3 separate regions of the Mus musculus genome follow, and regions 1 and 2 are each linked to region 3. The links are chromatin contacts, called in public HiChIP or PLAC-seq and Micro-C maps. All regions are on one chromosome and are shown on one strand. Each heading gives the region's core, a stretch centred on a gene start, on an enhancer-like site or on the middle of the called end of the contact. The rest is flanking DNA. Distances are from core to core; before and after follow the strand shown. Region 1 has its middle 10 kb from the start of Gm33053. Region 2 holds the start of Hcn4 (hyperpolarization-activated, cyclic nucleotide-gated K+ 4). Region 3 holds the start of Neo1 (neogenin).

What was found. Hi-C and Micro-C count contacts between places; a contact is called where the count stands out from the background. HiChIP or PLAC-seq counts read pairs in DNA pulled down with a chosen protein or histone mark.
Region 1: a FOXA1 HiChIP or PLAC-seq map of pancreatic cancer cells shows a contact between it and region 3. The contact joins the enhancer-like site here to the promoter of Neo1 in region 3. A contact is called at or near these places in 15 of 39 promoter capture datasets (the 3T3-L1 cell line, 3T3-L1-derived adipocytes, the C10 cell line and 9 more), 11 of 484 Hi-C or Micro-C datasets (the AML12 cell line, ECoMG myeloid progenitors, brain and 7 more), 29 of 115 datasets of contacts at active chromatin or transcription factors (the NIH/3T3 cell line, SST interneurons, bone marrow-derived macrophages and 20 more) and 2 of 9 other capture datasets (adipose tissue and pancreatic islet).
Region 2: a Micro-C map of embryonic stem cells shows a contact between it and region 3, with 6 times the contacts expected there. The contact joins the promoter of Hcn4 here to the promoter of Neo1 in region 3. A contact is called at or near these places in 4 of 484 Hi-C or Micro-C datasets (all in embryonic stem cells) and 2 of 115 datasets of contacts at active chromatin or transcription factors (both in embryonic stem cells).

Annotation. Positions count from the first base shown.
Region 1 is chr9:59,243,960-59,246,659 of GRCm38.p6, forward strand. No RefSeq gene overlaps it. Among named protein-coding and RNA genes, the nearest start is that of Gm33053, 10 kb to the left of the region's middle. Within about 2 kb of position 1,387, at least 22 of the 459 cell types and tissues checked have an H3K27ac peak or open chromatin away from gene starts, as enhancers often do. A contact at or near this core is called in a colorectal cancer cell line and pancreatic cancer cells, where this site is marked.
Region 2 is chr9:58,821,563-58,824,262 of GRCm38.p6, forward strand. It overlaps Hcn4 (hyperpolarization-activated, cyclic nucleotide-gated K+ 4), which reads left to right and starts at 1,387. Exons shown (of 8, transcript NM_001081192.3): 1 at 1,387-2,700. The coding sequence starts at 1,950. It also overlaps a transcript of Rec114 not described here.
Region 3 is chr9:59,035,129-59,037,828 of GRCm38.p6, forward strand. It overlaps Neo1 (neogenin), which reads right to left and starts at 1,313. Exons shown (of 28, transcript NM_001042752.1): 1 at 838-1,313. The coding sequence starts at 1,000.

The DNA.
Region 1 (2,700 bases), core at 137-2,636, 210 kb after region 3:
ATGAATGAATGAATGAGTCAAAACGAAATGAGAAAATCAGCAACCCTACATTTGACCCTCCTCTCCACAAGAATTTGTTTCAAGACCCTCCTTAGGTATCAAAATCTATACAAAATGATGTCAGAATTGCACGTGACCTGTGCTCATCCTCCAGCAGCTTGTGTGTCACCTCTGGAATGGCAATTACTGGCTCCGCACACAGTATCACACTGTATTTCCGAGGAAATGCTGACAGCAGAAAAATCTATACAAATTAGATATAGTCAAGTTTGGTCAAATGATTTTTCTTTTCCCACTTTTGTGTGTGTCATACATGTGTGCATGTTTTCATGTATGTGCACACACGTGTGTGGATACATACACATCCTGTGGAGTCCTAAGGTTAATGTCAGAGTAGGTGATATCACTCTTCTACCTTAGTCACTGAACCAGGGTGTTGGGTTTGGTGTGGTGCTGCTATGTATTCAAATGCTAAATTCTGTGCCCCACGATCTGGTTGCCCCAAGATGAGAATGAATTCTCAGGTACACCAGCTTTGGTTGGGCAAACCTTGCTCCCCAAGCTAATTGGTCAATAAAAGACTAAAGCAGGACTTGAGAATTAAGTGAGGGATCTCAGGAGACCAGGAAAAAAAAGAGAGAGAGAAGACAAAGAGAGAAGGCAGCCATGAGAAGAGAGAGACTGTGAGCACATGGTTAGGAGAAACATAGCAAGGGACATATGGCTGAAATATATGTTAGAGGAACTCAAATCCTGCCCAATCTAGGCTTACAACTTGCAAATCAATACCAGGATTGTGTGTCTTTTATACAGGCTGGATAGAATATATAATTCATACAATAGAAGGGCCTCTCAATCAAACCAGAGCTCACCGATATAGCTGATGTTATTATCTAGCTTACTCTTGGACTCCCCTGTCTCCACCTTCGGCTGGACTTAGAAAAGGGGTAGCATGCCAACCTATCTACTGGGATCTGGGGATATGACAAGCACTCTAAACACTGAGAAATCTCTTCAGCCTTCAAATATAATGTATATTTATCTTCAGCTGATTAAACCTGTGGACAAGGAGGCCAACTGCAGAAACAGCTCTTTTGAGAAGTTTTGTTGCAGGAACAAGGAAGGAATTGTGCTCATAGCTAGAGCAGGTATAAAGTCAAGGAAACAGGCTTCAAGACGAGAATCAATAAGGCCTGTTTGTATGCTGATGGGTACGGTATAGAGGTTTCTGACGATACTGTACTATGTGGAGAACAGATAATGAAAGAGACAAGCCCTCCTGTAGGTGACACCCACTTGTCAGAGCAGTGTGTACATGTAGCCTGCGGCTCCCCACCAGGCTACAGGATCATGGACTACAGGGCCAACAGGGCCAAGGCCCTTTTCATTCTTGCAGGCAAGTGACTCACGTGTTGAGTCTACTGAAGGTTTACTTGCTACTAAGCCAATGATTGAGTCACAGAGGGTTACTAAAATGTGCTGTTCATAAACTAAAATTACTCGGACTCCAACTGAACCCTCTGCAAGGAATCTGTCTGCCACACAGCACTTAGCAACACTGTAAAACAATCCCGGGGTTTCCATTGCGGGGGGGGGGGGGGGGGGGGGGTCTTGCGGTCAGTCCTTCACCCTGTTCTGCTGACCTGGCTGCTGTTCTTGCTATTTGCACTAGAACTTTCTCTTTAAATTAGCTTAACCATTACAGCTTGTAGCTTATCTTAGGTTGCAAGGTTAAAGTGGAAGTCCTACAGTGATCCAGATTTGCATAATTCTCACATTCTAATCCCTGAGTGTTGGGCCTCCAGGTCGCTGTAAATTTGGTATTCAATGCAAATAGCTCATACCTCCCTTGCCCACACAATGGATGGACATTTGTAGTGTGATAAAGTTACTGACTTGCTTTTAACTTTTCGGGAGATTTCTTTTGTAGCAGAAAGAACCCGTGTGTATGTTTATATTCTATTAAGGCGACTAATGGATGGGAATGCATGTGGCTGAAGTCTTTGTAACATTTGAGGGTGTCCCCCCCGCCCCCGCTAGAGGAACCCAGAAAGGGAGTGAGAATACAAAGCGTCCACCCTGCTTCTCAGTGGATGGGTCCCACTTCTAGAAGAGGTTTCTTTTTAGGGCCTGGGCGGACTGTTCCCTGGGCAAAGTTCCTGCCGTGTAAGCATAGGGAGCTGCATTCAGATCCTTAGCCCCACGTAAACATCCAGGTACAAAGGCAGGCCTGTGTCTGCCTGCCCCGTGCTGGGAAGTGGGGAGATCCCTGGAGCTTGCTGGCCAGCAGCTTAGCCTAAGTCCGGGTTTCGTAAGAGACCATGTCCCAGGAAATAAGGTGAAAAGAGTTAGAGAAAGAGACTTACCATCGACCTCTGGCCTGCATGCACACGTGCATGCACACCTGCACACATGCCACACGCACAGAAACACACACAGGGAAAATAATTATCTGTGTGTCTATGTATGTATATACATTATATTCTATATTCTATATGCTATATTTTATATATATGGTTCTCAGGAGATGCCTTTGCGCTAGCACAGAGTTGCCACTCCCCAGTCACGTTCCCAGCCAGTTTTTTTTCTGACTGCAGTTTGCAGTATGGGTTCGCTGCCCCTCCCCCACCCCTGCCCACAGCCCCATCATCCCCCCTTTACCCTTATGGAGCCCTCCCAGAGGAGGCTGTGGCTTTTCTA
Region 2 (2,700 bases), core at 137-2,636, 210 kb before region 3:
CCAGCATCTGTGCAGGGAACTGTCAGCTCAGAACTGCTCAAAAGTAGAAATGCCAGCTCCGGGTGATGTCATCACCCTAGACATCCCCACCCCCCATGCGAAGTTCTGTGGTCCAGTGGATAGAGCAGAAAAGGCCCACCACCCAAACCCTGCTGCCTTCCAAATCCCTACTCGGGATGTGTGTGTGGACACAAGCGGGCTAAGATTTCAAATGTAAACTTCATGCTATTCCTCAGAGTAGAGGACCCCTTTGCCTTCCTGCCCACGGGTCTGTTTCTCTACTGACACAGACTCCAACCTTCTCTGGCCAGTTCTCCCTCTGAACCGCCCCTTCACCTTTTTGTGAGCTAATGTTGGGTGTTGGGCTGTACTAAAGTGTGGATACCTAAGCTATACCTTAGGCTTGGGATTTGCCCTTAAATCGAGAATGTAATACAGGGAGCGAGAAGACGCCCAGGTGCATTAAGAGAGGGATCAAATGGGGGCTGGGGCGGTTAAAGAGTGTGTCTGGGTGGAGATGGAAGCCTCTAACGCTGGTGCACACAGATGTCTCGACTGAATGGAAGCACAAGGCGAGGGAGTCAAAGCCTTCCCCAGAGTGTCAGGTCGCCAGAGGAGCCTGCCCATAGCCTTCTGGAAGCAGCCCGTTGGTCTTGGGAACCCCACATCGAATTGCTCCGGGAAAGGCGCTGGGGAGTGGGTGGTGGGAAGTCCGGCGCTGGGATCCCGCATCTGTGACTGCTACTGTCGGCGCATTTCTTCGAAGTCTTACCTCGCAGAAGTGGGTCCACCCGCGCGCCCAGTGAGCGCCTGGAGAGTTTCCCGCAAGCCCTCCTCGCCGCGCCGGGGAAGACCCACGCGGGATTCGCCCCCCGCCCCTGGCTCAGGAAAACCCTGGGAGCCGCCCGGACTCGAAGCGTTTTCCGGAAACCCCCTCTCCAGGCGAGTTGCGGGAAAGCAGCCGCTCCGCAGCCTTACGACCGGCACGCCTCCCCGGAGGAGGGTCGGAGACCCTAGCGTGGAGACAGCGGGCTAGGCAAGGAAAGCCCGAAGCTCGCGGGAGAGACTGGGAAACCCCGCCCCCAAATCTTGAGCCCCAGCGGGAGCTCTCAGTCCGTGGCCAGCAGGAATCATTACGCGCACAGGAGTAAGGACACCTCCTACCTCAGTCCCTAAGGTCTGGCGAGGTTCCGCCCTGCGCCCCTCGCGGGGCCCGGCCCCCTCCGCCCCCCTCTATGTCTGGGCTGGGACGCCGCTGCCCCTTTAAGAAGCCCAGGTAGGCAGGCCGGGCTGCAGAAGCCGCTCCTATGGCAACCCGCGAGCTGCGGCGGCTTCATGAATATTCCGGGGCGCGGGAGCCCGAGCGCTGCCGGAGGGCGCTCCGGGAGAGGCGGAGGCTGATGTAAGCCCGGCGGGCCGCTGGGCTCCGCTCCGCTGCGGCGGGAGTCCCCAGGACTCGGCCGGCTGGGCTCAGCTAGAGGAGGCAAAGCGAGAACCCGGGTGACCAGCTGCAAAGCCCGGGCGGTCACACGCGCTGACAGCCCCAGACACCCGCCGGACGCACTCCCGGGAACCGCGCGGGCAGTGCGCTCTGCGCTCGGGAGCGGTTCCCGGAGCGCGGTGGCCGCAGCGCCGCCGCTGCCCGCGCCCATTGTTCCCCGCGGGGGCGGGGCGCCTGGAGCCGGGCCGCGCGCCGCGCCCCTGATCGCAGGAGGGAGGGAAAAGAGGGAGGGAGCGTGGGGTCCCCGCGCCCAAGCCGGGCCCGGGAGGAGGTGCAGCGCGGCGAACCCGGGGACCTGCAGCCGGACTAGGAGCCTCCCCTCGGCGCGCAGCCCGCGCGATCATGGGCTCGTGAGGCAGCGAAGGACGCGTCCTCACTGGCAGGCGCACCTGGAGCGGGTCCCCCGTGCCGCACCCGCACCGCTGCCCCCGGCCCAATCCCTGGCACCATGGACAAGCTGCCGCCGTCCATGCGCAAGCGGCTCTACAGCCTTCCGCAGCAGGTGGGGGCCAAGGCGTGGATCATGGACGAGGAAGAGGATGGTGAGGAAGAAGGGGCCGGGGGCCGCCAGGACCCCAGCCGAAGGAGCATCCGGCTGCGGCCGCTGCCCTCGCCCTCTCCCTCGGTGGCTGCGGGCTGCTCGGAGTCCCGGGGTGCGGCCCTCGGGGCGACAGAGAGCGAGGGGCCGGGCCGCAGCGCCGGCAAGTCCAGCACCAACGGTGACTGCAGGCGCTTCCGCGGGAGTCTGGCCTCGCTGGGCAGCCGGGGCGGCGGCAGTGGTGGAGCAGGGGGCGGCAGCAGTCTCGGGCACCTGCATGACTCCGCGGAGGAACGGCGGCTCATCGCCGCTGAGGGCGATGCGTCCCCCGGCGAGGACAGGACGCCCCCGGGCCTGGCGACCGAACCCGAGCGCCCGGCCACCGCGGCACAACCCGCAGCCTCGCCGCCGCCCCAGCAGCCGCCGCAGCCGGCCTCTGCCTCCTGCGAGCAGCCCTCGGCGGACACCGCTATCAAAGTGGAGGGAGGCGCGGCCGCCAGCGACCAGATCCTCCCCGAGGCCGAGGTGCGCCTGGGCCAGAGCGGCTTCATGCAGCGCCAGTTCGGTGCCATGCTGCAACCTGGGGTCAACAAATTCTCCCTAAGGATGTTCGGCAGCCAGAAAGCGGTGGAGCGCGAGCAGGAGAGGGTTAAGTCAGCAG
Region 3 (2,700 bases), core at 63-2,562:
ATATACACATATATGTGTATATATGTGTATGTGTGTGTGTGTGTGTGTATACACACACATATACATATATAGTCACATAGAGACAATTAGACAAATCCTTAAAAATCCGATGTCTGAAATTTTTCAGAAGTTGAGAGTGGGTTACATAGAAATATAGTTAAATCCCTAGTAAAGAGGCACTACTTCACAGAATCACTTGGAGCCGCTCTCCAAGGCGTCCACAAGGCTAAGTCAACACCACTGATCTGATCATGAAGGGGCTAGTATGCCCCTTAGCACCCCCTCTCCTGAAGACCCAGGCTCCAATCACTGAGCGAAGAGTCCCTCGAGATCCGACAGCGCTTCCCTGGACTTCAGAAGCTGGGCAACCCATGGCCGAGGGGGATGGAGGGTGAAGAGAATGAATTCAAGCCCCCTCCTCCATCCCTTCCTGAAAATTAATGAATTGGCTGTACGATTGTTTATCTAATGAGGTGTGTAGTGGCCTCTACTGGTGCTTGTGTGAGCACAAGAATGTCCCACTCTTACAAGTGGGATGAGCCTGGGGGAGGGGAAAGAGGCGAGGGGTGAACCTGCCTCCCGGTACAAAGCGCAGAACTGGACCCCAGAGCTCCGGCCCGGATCCCGGAGGCGCCCCTCCCCCGGTAGGAACCCCTCCTGCCTGCTCCGCTTTCCACCACGCGAGACCCTTTTCTCTCCAGCAACGGGAGCCGAGGAGGAAAAGTTCCCGCACGTTCCCCTCTGGATCCTAAACAACAACAAAAACCCACCGCAGCGGCCACGGGAGCCGGTGCCGCGCCCCAGCCCCCACGGCGTCCCGGGCCCGGCCCGACTTACCTGCGGACTGCGGCGGGGAGCCGCTCTTCGTGGCCGCGGCGCCGGACGCCGGGCGTCCGAGCAGCAGCAGCAGCGGCAGCAACAGCAGCAGCGGCGGTGGCGGACAGCAGCGCCGGGAGGAGGAGGTGCAGAGGAGTCGCCCGGCTTCGCGCTCCGCCGCCATCTCTACCCCACGAGTGGCGGCGGCGGCGGCGGCGATAGCGCCGCGGAGCGCTCGCGCCCTTCCCTCAGCGCGCCTCAGCCGGTCTCTGCGCCGCAGGGCTCGGCTCCAGCCCGGCCCGGCCCGGCCCGCGCGGCCCCCTCGCGCGCCCAGGGGGAAAGACTCCGGGCGCCTCCCTCCTGCAGCGGGGCGGGGAGGAGAGCAGAGGAGAATCAGTACATTCCGGCCGAGAGCCGGGGGGTGGCTCGGTCTCTCCAGGTTCCAGGCGCCGCCACCCGCCGCCGACTCGGGCTCCTCACGGTAGAGCGAGGGGGGCGGAGACCGCGGGGTGGGGGGCGGGCGCCGGAGCGCGCCGTGCCGCGCACGCTCACAGCCGCGCACGCGCGCCTCCCTCCCCACGAGCACCCTCTTCGCGCCCCGCGGCCTGCCGGGCTCCAATCCCGGCGGTCGCTTCGCGGGCAGCCGCGGCGGTGGAGCCGAGCTGGCGCAGGGGCAGGCGGCGGGCCCGCTCCCCTCCCCCCTCTGGCTCTCGGGAGACGGGCACGGGCGCGGGGCGCGCGCGCCGGGCTCTGCTGCTGCTGCTGGCGTCAGGGAAACCCCGGAGAAGCGATCCGCCTCCTTCGCCTCCCGCCTCCCGCTCCTAACCCGCGGGAGAGATTTCCCCTCACCTCCGCGGACCGCTTCAAAGGCTACGGAGACCTGAGGCAGAGCCGCACGGACTCCGGAGCTGCTCACGGAGGCCGCGAGCCTGCGCGCACCTCTCTGCCCCGGGCCTCTATATAGGGCCTCAGAGGAAACCGAATGGCCTCCGGGAGGAAACCTGGGTTCGCAGAGGGTCGGCGCACGGATTTATGTGCTCGCCAAAAACAATAGCAGGCCGCCCGGCTCTTGCTGGGGACCTGGCGCGGTTCCCGTGGGAGGGGGCCGATCGCACTGCGCCGACCTCTGGCTTCCTCTCGGGCGGTACCCGACCCGCCGGGACCGTGGTGCCCCGCGTCCCCACTGAGACACTCGGCTCCGGCTCAGACAAAGGTGCGGGGAGTCCACTCCATCGCGTGCCCAGGCCAGGACCCAACCCCGTGACTCAATCTCCCCGGGGCTAATTCTCTGCAGTCACTGCAGCCTTTTACCTAGGCCCTGGATGGTCACTTTGCAGTTTTGTACTTGAGATCCAAAGTGTCTCTCGACAGTAAACGCGGAGCACGCGGGAATTGGTTTTTCAACCTCCTGGTACTACTGAGGATCGAGCTACCCAAAGTTAGGAGAAAACAGTCTGTAGTCTGCTGGCGAGAGTGCCCATACTGTTCTACCCTGGTTCTTCACTTAGTCATGTTGGGTTGTTGATAGGAGTTGGATTTTTATTTGCCCTTCTGCGTATAGTCAATATCCAAGATGTGTCCAGCAAAAAAAGACATTTCTTTTTCTAACACACACCATGCCTTCTCTAGTCACTTGCTATTTTATCTTATTTTATTCCAAAGTTCCAAAATAAGGCATGGATTGACGTGGGGAATGAAGAGCTCAGAAACCTCATTAAAACAGTGAAATTAGGAGCCCTCCCTTCCCCTGGCTCTTTGAAACAATTGGTTTAAAAGAGCAAACACTCGCTTATTGTTTTCCACTAGGGAAACCATTTAAATATCTTGTTTTGGTTAGAGTTATTAACCAGAAAAAATATTTCCTAAATACCCCTGATGACCTGT